2 separate regions of the Macaca mulatta genome follow, and region 2 is linked to region 1. The links are chromatin contacts, called in public Hi-C maps. All regions are on one chromosome and are shown on one strand. Each heading gives the region's core, a stretch centred on a gene start, on an enhancer-like site or on the middle of the called end of the contact. The rest is flanking DNA. Distances are from core to core; before and after follow the strand shown. Region 1 has its middle 630 kb from the start of BOD1L1. Region 2 holds the start of CPEB2 (cytoplasmic polyadenylation element binding protein 2).

Region 1 (5,208 bases), core at 950-3,449:
AGCACACACTAAGGAAGCAGCACTCAAGAGAGTTCTTGAGAGAGAAAGGCATGGGTGGTTACTGCTTTGGTGCCAAGTGTGACATTATGTGAGATTGGAATGTTCAACTTCTGCTCCAGGAAATGCAGTTCAACTCTGGCATTTCCGGGGAAGGCCATGTTGGAAATACCAGTAGACGCTCTGCCCGGGGATAGACTTTGACATTCTTTCAGGGAGCACTGTACATGTGGGCAGTGATGAGTCCTCTGAACTACTTGTGAACAAATAATACTGATAAGGGAAATGAGAGGTGGCTATGGATTAGCATGGACATTCTCTCTCAACTCCCTGGTAGATTTCGGGGTCGTTAAAGATACTGGGTAAGCCAGTGTGATGAGAATCAAAGGAATTTGAATTATATCAAATTGGCTTCATTTATCTGCATAGGTTAGAGATAACCCCCTAAGAAGGGGACACACATTTTAGCATGTTTTATCCTTTCCAGCAGATCAACCATAGTGTCTTCAGAAAAGAACTCTGAAGCAGAAGTGTGACCTCTCCTTTACACCAAAACTACTGTATTTTAACACGCGAGTTCTTTTCAGTCTAACCCTAATGCCCTAATTACAGCTTTATATTCTGATACTTCCTTTATACAATTTATGATCTAGCTACATACACACTAAATGCAATTGTCAGGAAATGTTTCACTTTGCATCTCTCTCTAAGGTCTCTGCATATGCTGTGCTCTCTTTTTTGAATACTCAATCTCTCCCCTACTTGTGGGCTTCAGTGATGAAAAGACTCAGTGGAATTCTATTCTTTCTACCAACTGCTTCGGACCTGACTACAATACAGCTGTTGAATCAGGGGCTCTCTCCCTTGTTCTCATCCATTACATCTATTAACAATGTAGTTCTTAGGACTTATCTCCTCCTGATCAAATTATATGCATGCTTGTGCACTCAGCTTCAGGAACTTCTCATTTGCTATTTCTTCTACTTGAATGATATTGCTTGAGATGCTCTGTGTAGCTGCCTCCCTCTCATTATTCAGGTATCAGGTCATAAAAGATAATAAAAGAGGTATTTAATGATTGAAAAGAAAACAGACCTTCCCCACCCCTAATCACTACCAGTCATTCTTTGCCACTGTCTTTCTCGTTATCTTATTTTACCGGTGAATCTAATACCATACTGTTTATTTGGTTATCAGTTTATTATCTTCCTCAGTGGGAAGATTGTAACTTGAGGGCAGTGATTGTCAGCTTTATTTACTGCTATGCTTCCACACCTTGACAATGTCTAATGCATAGTAACATCTCAATAGACATTTGTTGACTGATTTACTGTCATTCCCACTAGGGAGTGAGCGTCTTTAGGACAGAAGCTCCCGGGATCTTTACATATTCAGTACCTAGTGCATGGTCTGGCACCTGTTATATGCTCCAATAAATATTGATCAAATACATAACATTTAAAATTAGCCAATCAGGGGCTAGTTATACAATGAGAGGTCACAAAGGCAAGTAGTTTCATGGATTGTAATTACTGGAGAGGGTGTCCAGTGGAGACTGGCTGGAAGACAGTGAAGAATTGATTAAGATACCAAAGAAAGGAAACCCAGTGCTTTGCACACAGTACAAGCTCAACATATGTTCGTAACATTGACTTGACAAAATGAGTTTTATACTTCAACATTAATTCACTTTGGAAAAAAAAAACATTTGAAACCTGCCATGGAATCACCTGCTGCTTCATTCAAGTGTGTGTGTGTATGGGGGTGAGTTGATCTGTGACAGGTGTCTGACAACACGCTAATAGCCAAATCTATTCAAGGCACAATGTTGACTTTCAGGGACGCTTTCCTTTTCTTCCGCACCCCACCCCCACTTCATAAAACTAATGCCACTCTCCTGAGAGCATCACAATGGCAGTCCACAAATGAACCCTCTCCTTTGAGAGAGACTAACTGTAGGGGAAAAGATAATTACTTAGTTCCTTTATCTCCAAATTATTTGTAATAAAATCTGAAATCACACCACAAGGTCTTTCATGAGGATGTCATAAATTAAGATGCATTGGCGTATCGGGTGCATCTGTTCCATTCTCTGGCCCTTTGTCTTCTGCAAAGAGCACACCAACCTCAATACCCAGCAGACAGCATTTACGCAAATGATGTCATGGTCTGTAGCATTAATATTCAGTGATTGTCTGTCATAGACACCTTACTGTACATCTGTTATGCAAATGTATGTTAATTCCGACTCCCTGACAGCTGCCTAGCTTCCCTCCCTAAAATGATCTTTTCCATTTTGAAGTTTGCAATCTGTTCCCCAAAATGTTAATCCAACAATTAGCTGAAATTGCTAAACAGAAATTGTACATGTTTGATCTAAAATAGAAGGTAGCATTTTAAAATAGATGGTGAACCTTCTTCCCACATCATTTATTTTATGTGTGCTTACACACAATGTAAACACCAATCTCCACACAGCTTGGCCTGGGATATGTGGCAAGTTTTTTTGACCCCAGTTCTTGGAGTTTGACAAAAAAGAAGGCATCGTCATTCCTGCAATTCCAGTGGCTTTACCCTCAAAGGTGAGTGCAGTGATGCAGTGTTTCTCTCCATGTCTGAAACTTCTGTTTCCCTCCAAAATAATTATTATCAAGAAATTGGATGTTAACAAATGACAACACAAAATTGTAAAGTGATGAATGATTGAGAACAGAGATCTAAGGGAGCATCCCATGACATACAGACCATGGTAGACACCCTCTCAGTACATGTTTGATGCATGTTAAGTAAAGGTTGCTTCCGTATGTACCACCACTATCCATTTTGAGGAACAGGTGAAGAGCTTTGGAACATTCATAGAAGTATCCATTAAGACCTCAGAGAGGATTATGGTGTTTGAGAGGGCAACAAAATATAGGTTCCATTAAACATGTAGTGAAAACCTACCAAGATTGAAGGAGCACTTATAATGGGCCTACTGTGTGCCAGTCACTGTGTTGGCCACATGAATTGACTTTCAGCGACATTCTTGGGAGGTGAGTATCATTATACAACCCATTTTGATAGTAACGATCAAAATGGAAAGTAACTTTTGCAAATGTACACAGCTTTTGCAACCATCATCCAGTGCTTTTTTTTTTTTTTTTTTTTTTTTTCAGTTTTGTATACTGAAGAAAACCATGGTTGAATGGAGAGCTATAAAATGTGTAGGGTGAGGTAGATATCACACACTCCTACTTTAATGGGGCTTTCTTATTCTGTTGTAAATGGGTGTCTGATGCTTGGCCTTCTGAAAAATCCAAAGCCTTACTAAGGGAAATGGATTTGGATCTGTTCTCTGCATCAGAGATCCTGAAGGCTGAACCTCCTCAAAAATACTTAAAGATGGCACTTCCCATCTCGCCATAAAAGCCCGTTTCTAAGATGATAGTGCTAAACCAGATGATTCCCAAGGCTCTACTCAAGCCTAACATTTTTTCTTTGCAATTTATTTCTATATTAGTAATGAGACGATGCATTAATAAAACATATGAAATATATCTTGACTATATGACAAACCTTCACTAATTTTCAGTGACTCTGTTAATAAGATGGAGATGGCAGAAACATTCATTAGTTCACACGTAATTTGTTTTGAGATTTCTAATATTTTAGAAAATGTTTTAACTTTACGTATATACTCACTTCATTCAATAAACTTGATATTGTATCCTATAAATAGTTGTGATATTTTCTCACTTAAAATCTACCTTGTGAGTAAGCTAAGGCAGCAAAATATTATAGATTATTCTGAATGACCAAATGCAGCATCATATAACTTTATTTAGAAGCTATATTTTTTTTAAAGCTACAATATGTAGAGCACTCACTAGAAGTCACTATCTAGTTAGGTTCTAGTATTATATATTTATATATAGAAACAGGGGAATAATGAAGTTAAATATTTCATCCAAGTTCACATAGCAAATAAGCAGACTAGCTGAGATTTTGACCTGGACTGGATCTCTTACTACCTTTTTATATTGCTGTCTCATATATACTATTTTCTCAAGTATTTTGTTTCAAAAATTATAACAAATTGTTTAAACCATCATATAAATATTAGATGGTACAATGTAGTTTGTAGTTTTGTGTGTGTATATCATCTTCTATTATCAGGTTCCTACATTTCAGGCCATGACACATTTTTGTTAATAGCCTCAGAGCAGTTGCCAGACAACCGAGGACAATCTCTATGTCCCAGGGCCCAGCCTCACCCTTTTTTCCTGCAGAAACCACAATAAAAGTGCTAGCTCAAAGTTCCTCTTGCCCTCTGCCTGTGACTGACTCTGGTGCTTCCCCATGTGTCCCTGTGTGGCACGCTGTGTCTCTCCAGGGAAGTGTGAGTATAACAAAACTCTAAGACTCTTTGATTTCTTTCTCTTGATCTGCGTCTGACCTGACCTTACCTCACCCAAGACAATGTGTTTAAAACAGGTGTTAGGAAGTTCACGGATGACACTTCACCCAACTTTACACACTGCAACTCACTAAGAAGCTCTGTAAGATCAACACATCTGGCCTAATGGCCAGTGCAGAGCATCTTTCCCAAGCCTGAGTTTGTTTATCCGTTAAAAAAGAAAAATGAAGATGGCAAAAATACCTGCCTCAAAAGAGTTGGTGTGAGACTCCAATAAAATCATACATGTTATAAAAGTAAACCCTGTGCAAGCTTGGCTCATATAGAGCAATCAGAAAGCATGTCTGAAAAAAGGAATAAGAGAGCATAAATGTTCTCAAAATATATGTAAAACTATATATGTATTTGCATGAATATATACATATTTGTGTGCACATGTACATATATATTTCTATTTTTGACTTTTCAAAGAACTTTGTAGTTGTTATCTTATTTGTTCTCCAAACCCATTGCTAAAGCAAGAACTGCTTTATCATAGTCCACTTGACAGATAAGGAAGCTGAGGCATAAAATAATTAGTTGCTTGTCTGAGACTGCTTGAACAACAACAACAATGAAAAACATACTCACTCAACAGACAGTTTAGAGATCATTCATCTAAGCCATGTTGCATCTTTGGTGGTAGTGAGCAGTACTAGTTAGTAGGTACAACTCTGCAGGGGTCAAAAAAACATAGTCGGCCGGGCGCGGTGGCTCAAGCCTGTAATCCCAGCACTTTGGGAGGCCGAGACGGGCGGATCACAAGGTCAGGA
Region 2 (5,208 bases), core at 777-3,276, 740 kb after region 1:
GTTTTTAAGATTTTACATTCCTTGGTTGCAGAAGTAGTTTTTTTTCCTGCACAATACCTTTTAAAAAATGAATAAGATGTCAATATGTACTGTGAAAATAACCATTTATATTTTAAATTCTGAGCTCCAGTTATTTTCTAGACATTGTAATTTAGAATAAAAGTACTTCTCCAGTTCTACATTTTGCCTGATTGTTAAAAGTGATTTTGAGATTAATAAGTTGAACCAATTTTCTATTCACCTGACCAAATTCTGAACCATTTATGAGTTTTTAAAAACATACTTTTTCCTTATTGTAAAGGCAACATAAAACTTGGTTCATTGGACAGGATAGCAGAGATAAACATTATACACGAAATACAGTTCCCTGGGGCAATATTGCTCTCTTTCTACCGTGTTTATTTTGATTTATATAAATTTAAGACACTGAACAGAAGTAGAATTCAAATACAGAATGAGGACTTACAAAAATGTACACTCTGCCTACATCAGTAAAAGTATAGTAATTTATAAAATTAAATATTTAATCTTAGCTCACTTGTAAACCAAAATCAAGTAAAGTCTGAATCTACCTTCCATTACTTTGGGGGTTAAGAGTCTATATTCTAGGATTCATTTAATAGTTTCATTTCTCTAAGCATCAAGCAAAACGTTAAAATTACAAAACAGGATCATGAAGTTCATCTCATCATGTTGTATGCATCACTCTGTCATTCTTTATCTAGACCTTCAAATACTCTATGTAAAATGTTTCTATACAAAAGGAAATACACAGGATTAGTTCCTCCTCTAACGCTTCTAAAGAGCTCTACCCTGGAAAGCTCTCTCCCTTCCATTTTGCAAGTCTCAACAAGTCTGCTGCTGAGTCAGAACCTCCTTTTTTTTCCCTGATGTAAGAACTATTTCTCCCTTGAAAATTCATAAAGCTTAGGAATAAATTAGAGTCTCCCTGGGGGGAAGGGGCGGGGACGCCAGAATGAATGTGGTTGGGAGGAGTCCCATGCTGCAGCCCTGATGATGGCACATGAAACGCTTTTATGAAACGGAGCTGGCCCGGGGTTACCATGGGAGCTCGCCGTGGAACCCGTTCCACGCATCCGAGTGTGTAAATAACCACGCGGAGCGTGTTTGTTCCAGGGACTTTGTTCCTTCTTACCCAAGTGAAAATGCCTGGAATACAGCCGGGGCTCCGAGGCTTCATGTTTACCCTACAGAAACACTCTCGGCGGCTATAGGATGTCGGTGACAGCACCCCTACCAGCGCCTACAAACAGAAACAAGCTTAGAGGGAGCTTCCTAGGGCGACGAGGGGGTCCTAGACCCGGCATTCGGGGTCTAGAGGTGCGGGGCGAGGCGCCAGGCGCTCAGCGGACTTCAAGCCTGCAGAGCCCAGATGCGAGTTCACCACAGGACCCCCCGGGCTGCGCCGGGCTCTCGCATTGCGCTGGGGTCCTCGGGCACCTATTTCTACGCGGGCTCGCACGGCGCAGGCGCTGGTCGAGGTCCCGGGCCTCAGTTTCCCCCACGGGGCAGCCCCGCCCTGGGAAGCCCGAGTGGTGCGGCAGGGTTTCTCCTCACTTAGGGCGGAACCGAGGTGACAGGAAGGAGGAGGCACCGCGAGGGGCGGAGACGCGTGCGACCCGGGCAGGTTCTGCGCCGATCCCGCGCCAGGGAGGGGCCGTTGCCCAGGAACCGTCCCTCCCTCCCAGGCGCGTGCTTGCCCTCGTGCGCGCGCCCACCCCGAGCTCCGACCTCTGTCAGCCAGCCGACCCCCGCCCCAACGGGCCTTTCCATTTCCCCGGGAGCGGAGAGGCCCGAGGAGACGCGCCGCTCGCTCCCGCCCTCCCGGGAGCGCGAGCGCGCCCCCGGCTGCGTCTGCATATTAATGAGGGGCGGGGAGGGGCGACGGGGGTGCGGTGGCCTCGCGCCCGCGCGTGCCGGGACGCACCGCGGGGGGCGGCGCGATTGTGAGGTGGCGCTGACGCACGTTCCGGGGTTCTTAAGCGGCCAGGGCGGCGACGGCGACGGGAGCGGCGGCGGCGCCCGAGCCGGTCTCGGGAGGTGGCGGCGGCGGCGATCGCCGCGAGGGGTGGTGGGGCCGTAGTCGGTGCCCCCGGCTCAGTCACGGTGTCCCTCTCTCACTGACTCCTCCTCCTTCCACCACGGCCGCGCAGCCCCAGCGCCGGCGGCTTCCTAGGTGGGGCAGGGGACGAGGAGCGTCTCCTCCCGCTGCCGGCGGCCAGATAAATGAGGGATTTCGGGTTTGGGGTGCTGCAGACCGCCCCGCTTCGAAGCAGCAGCCCCGGGCCCCTGTTCAGCGGCGAGGCGTACGGTCCCTACGCCGTGGGGTCCGCCAACCCGCTGCCCTCCGCCACGCCCTTCGGCCCGCTGTCGCCACCACCGTTGCCTGTCACCGGCTTCTTAGAGGCCGCCTCCCCCTTCTCCATCCCCCTCGGCGGCGGCGCGGGCAGCCCGGCCGCCGCCGCTTCCTCTTCCTCCCCGTTCCTGGCGCATCAGCAGACCATGCAGGATGAGCTGCTGCTGGGGCTGACACAGCAGCCGGCGCGGCCGCTTTCGGGGGCGGCGGCCACGGAGAAACTCCCCAACCACCACCCCGGCGGCGGCACGATCGCGGGTGTGACCCACCTCCTCCCCTCCCAGGACTTCAAACCGAGTCTGCACCACCCCTCCTCCTCCTCCGCCTCCTCCTGCTGCTGCTGCCGCACCTCCTCCCCGCAGGACTTCAGTAAGCGGCAGCAGCAGCAGCTGAGCAGCCAGAAGAGGAAAGAGTTCAGCCCTCCCCACCTTCCCCACCCTCCGGACTCGAAGCCGCCGCCGCCGCCGCCTCCGCCGCTCCACTGCCCCGGTCGGTTCAGCCCGCCGCCGCCGGCCGGCCCGCTCCTCCAGCCGGCGCAGCTTGGTCAGCGCCAGCAGCAACAGCCGCCGCAGCAGTTCAGCCTCCCGCACCCGCAGCACCTCTCGCCGCAGGACTTCGCCCCGCGGCAGCGTCCGGCCGACCTGCCCCCGCTCCCGCAGCTCCCTCCCTCGCCGCCCGCAGCCCCGCGGCGCCGCCACGGAGGCTCGGGCAGCCCTCGCAAGACCCCAGCCCCGGGCGAGGGCAGCGCCGCCGAGTCCCCCAATGCGGGCTTGGCCTCCTCGACGCCGCCGGTGAACCCCGCGCCGGGCTCCATGGAGTCCCCCAACCACCCTCTGCTCAACAGTCCCAGTAACCTCCTGCCCGGCGGTGCGCTTGGCGCGGGCGCCTTCAGCAGCCTGCAGAGCCCGGACCTTCCACACCCGGGCGGCGGCGGCGGCGGCGGGGGCGGGGGGCCCCCAGGAGGCGGAGGGGGAGGCGGCTCCGCGTCGCCGCCGCCGCTGCCCGGCTTCGGCACCCCCTGGTCGGTGCAGACCGCGTCCCCGCCACCCCAGCCCCAGCAGCCGCCGCCGACCCAGCCGCAGCAGCAGCAGCCGCCACCCCAGCAGACGCCCCAGCCGCAGCCGCAGCCGCCCGGCTCGTCGGCCACCACCCCGGGCGGCGGCGGCGGCGGCGGCTCGCTCAGCGCCATGCCGCCGCCCAGCCCCGACTCAGAGAACGGCTTCTACCCCGGGCTGCCGTCGTCCATGAACCCGGCCTTCTTCCCGAGCTTCTCGCCCGTGTCGCCGCACGGCTGCACTGGGCTCAGCGTGCCGACGAGCGGCGGCGGCGGCGGCGGCTTCGGCGGCCCCTTCTCGGCTACCGCTGTGCCCCCTCCGCCGCCGCCCGCCATGAATTTACCTCAACAGCAGCCCCCGCCGCCCGCGGCGCCGCAGCAGCCTCAGAGCCGGAGGTCGCCCGTCAGCCCGCAGCTCCAGCAGCAGCACCAGGCGGCGGCCGCCGCCTTCCTGCAGCAGAGGAACTCCTATAACCACCACCAGGTACGGCGGGCGGCGGCATGGCCGCGCCGCGGGACCGGGAGACTGCGGGCGGGGGACGGAGGCGGCGGCGGGGAGGCCGGGGACCCGATCTTAGCCCCGAGAGAAGCCGCGACGGGGCCACTTGCGCAAGTGAGAGTAGGACTGAGAGGGCGGACGACCGTGACAGGACTCGGAACCCCAGCCCCCGGCGGGGTGGGAAGGCAGTAGCCACCGTGGGCTGCGGGGGCGTGGGAGACGAGTTCGCGCTGGGAGCCGCGGCTGGCCGGGCGCCCCTCGAATGTCCCGGCGCAGCGGTGGGGGCTGGGGCAGGGGCTGAATAGCGCCGTGGCCGCGGGCTGCCGGGCGCGGCGTCTCTCCCTGACCCTCCTAGCTGGCGCATCCCGGGCTCCACCCGGTGCCCTGAGCCTGGAGGGCCGCCGCCCCGGGCCCCTGACTCGGGGAGGCGCGGCGAGGACCGGGGGCGGGCCAGGGGCCTTGGAAGAGCGGCCGTGGAAAGTGAACTTGGGCAGGAGGAAAATGATTGTTGGAGAAGGTGCGTGCGGGGGAGCCCTTGACTCTGTCCTACCGTCCAATGAGGGAAGGCGGAAAGGCTTTTTTTCTTTGGAGTTTGTTTATTCTTAATTGGCCGGCGGGGATCTCGCCTTGAAGCCGCAGCACGCCCGGCGGTCCGTCGAGCCGCTCGCAAAGCTCCGTCCGGTCAACCTGCCGGCAGCGCCGCACCCTGGGCCACCGGCGAGTGGGGAGGGAGCGGCTGACCGCGCTCCTCGCAGGACCTGGTTCCCGCGGTGTCGCCTCCTCGGCTTACAGGACTGGGAAGAAGAAACTGTTAGTGACGGCTCGAGTTCAAACCGAGATACCCCACGATTGTCTTAGTTTCTGTGCTTTTCAATGTTGGTGTCATGTTTTGTGGGTTTTAAGACAAAACTGAACTTGGATCTGGGATTAGTGTTTCCTTGTAGACTCTCGGTACATTTTTTGGTTGCCTTAACCTTCTGCAAGGGAATATTGAGCCGTGTGTATTTTAAGTAGGTAATATTATGAAATAACACTGGGCAGAGGTTTTTATTTTCCGGATCTTTTCTGATTCAAGATCTTTTTTGTTATTCCCTCAATACAATTTTTGGGTGACTGCTGGATTGGTAAATTGACGTCGAAAGAGTGTCTTGTTGGTTTTGAATCTTGTTAGCATTTCTTGCAGTGTTCATTCTGTTTAAGTCCATTTTCTATTTTCGTGATTAAGGATTGACAGAGACGCAAAATATGACCTTAACCCCATAACTTTTTCAGTTGACC

The links. A called contact is a pair of places that touch in the nucleus more often than the background predicts.
Region 2: a Hi-C map of fetal cortex germinal zone shows a contact between it and region 1, with 3 times the contacts expected there. The contact joins the promoter of CPEB2 here to the enhancer-like site in region 1. A contact is called at or near these places in 2 of 14 Hi-C or Micro-C datasets (fetal cortex germinal zone and fetal cortical plate).

Annotation. Positions count from the first base shown.
Region 1 is chr5:13,325,167-13,330,374 of T2T-MMU8v2.0, forward strand. No RefSeq gene overlaps it. Among named protein-coding and RNA genes, the nearest start is that of BOD1L1, 630 kb to the left of the region's middle. Within about 2 kb of position 2,200, at least 4 of the 40 cell types and tissues checked have an H3K27ac peak or open chromatin away from gene starts, as enhancers often do. A contact at or near this core is called in fetal cortex germinal zone and fetal cortical plate, where this site is marked.
Region 2 is chr5:14,060,539-14,065,746 of T2T-MMU8v2.0, forward strand. It overlaps CPEB2 (cytoplasmic polyadenylation element binding protein 2), which reads left to right and starts at 2,027. Exons shown (of 9, transcript XM_078003166.1): 1 at 2,027-3,915. The coding sequence starts at 2,248. It overlaps LOC114678133 (a long non-coding RNA gene), which reads right to left and starts at 3,320. Exons shown (of 11, transcript XR_003729400.2): 1 at 3,232-3,320; 2 at 1,157-1,264.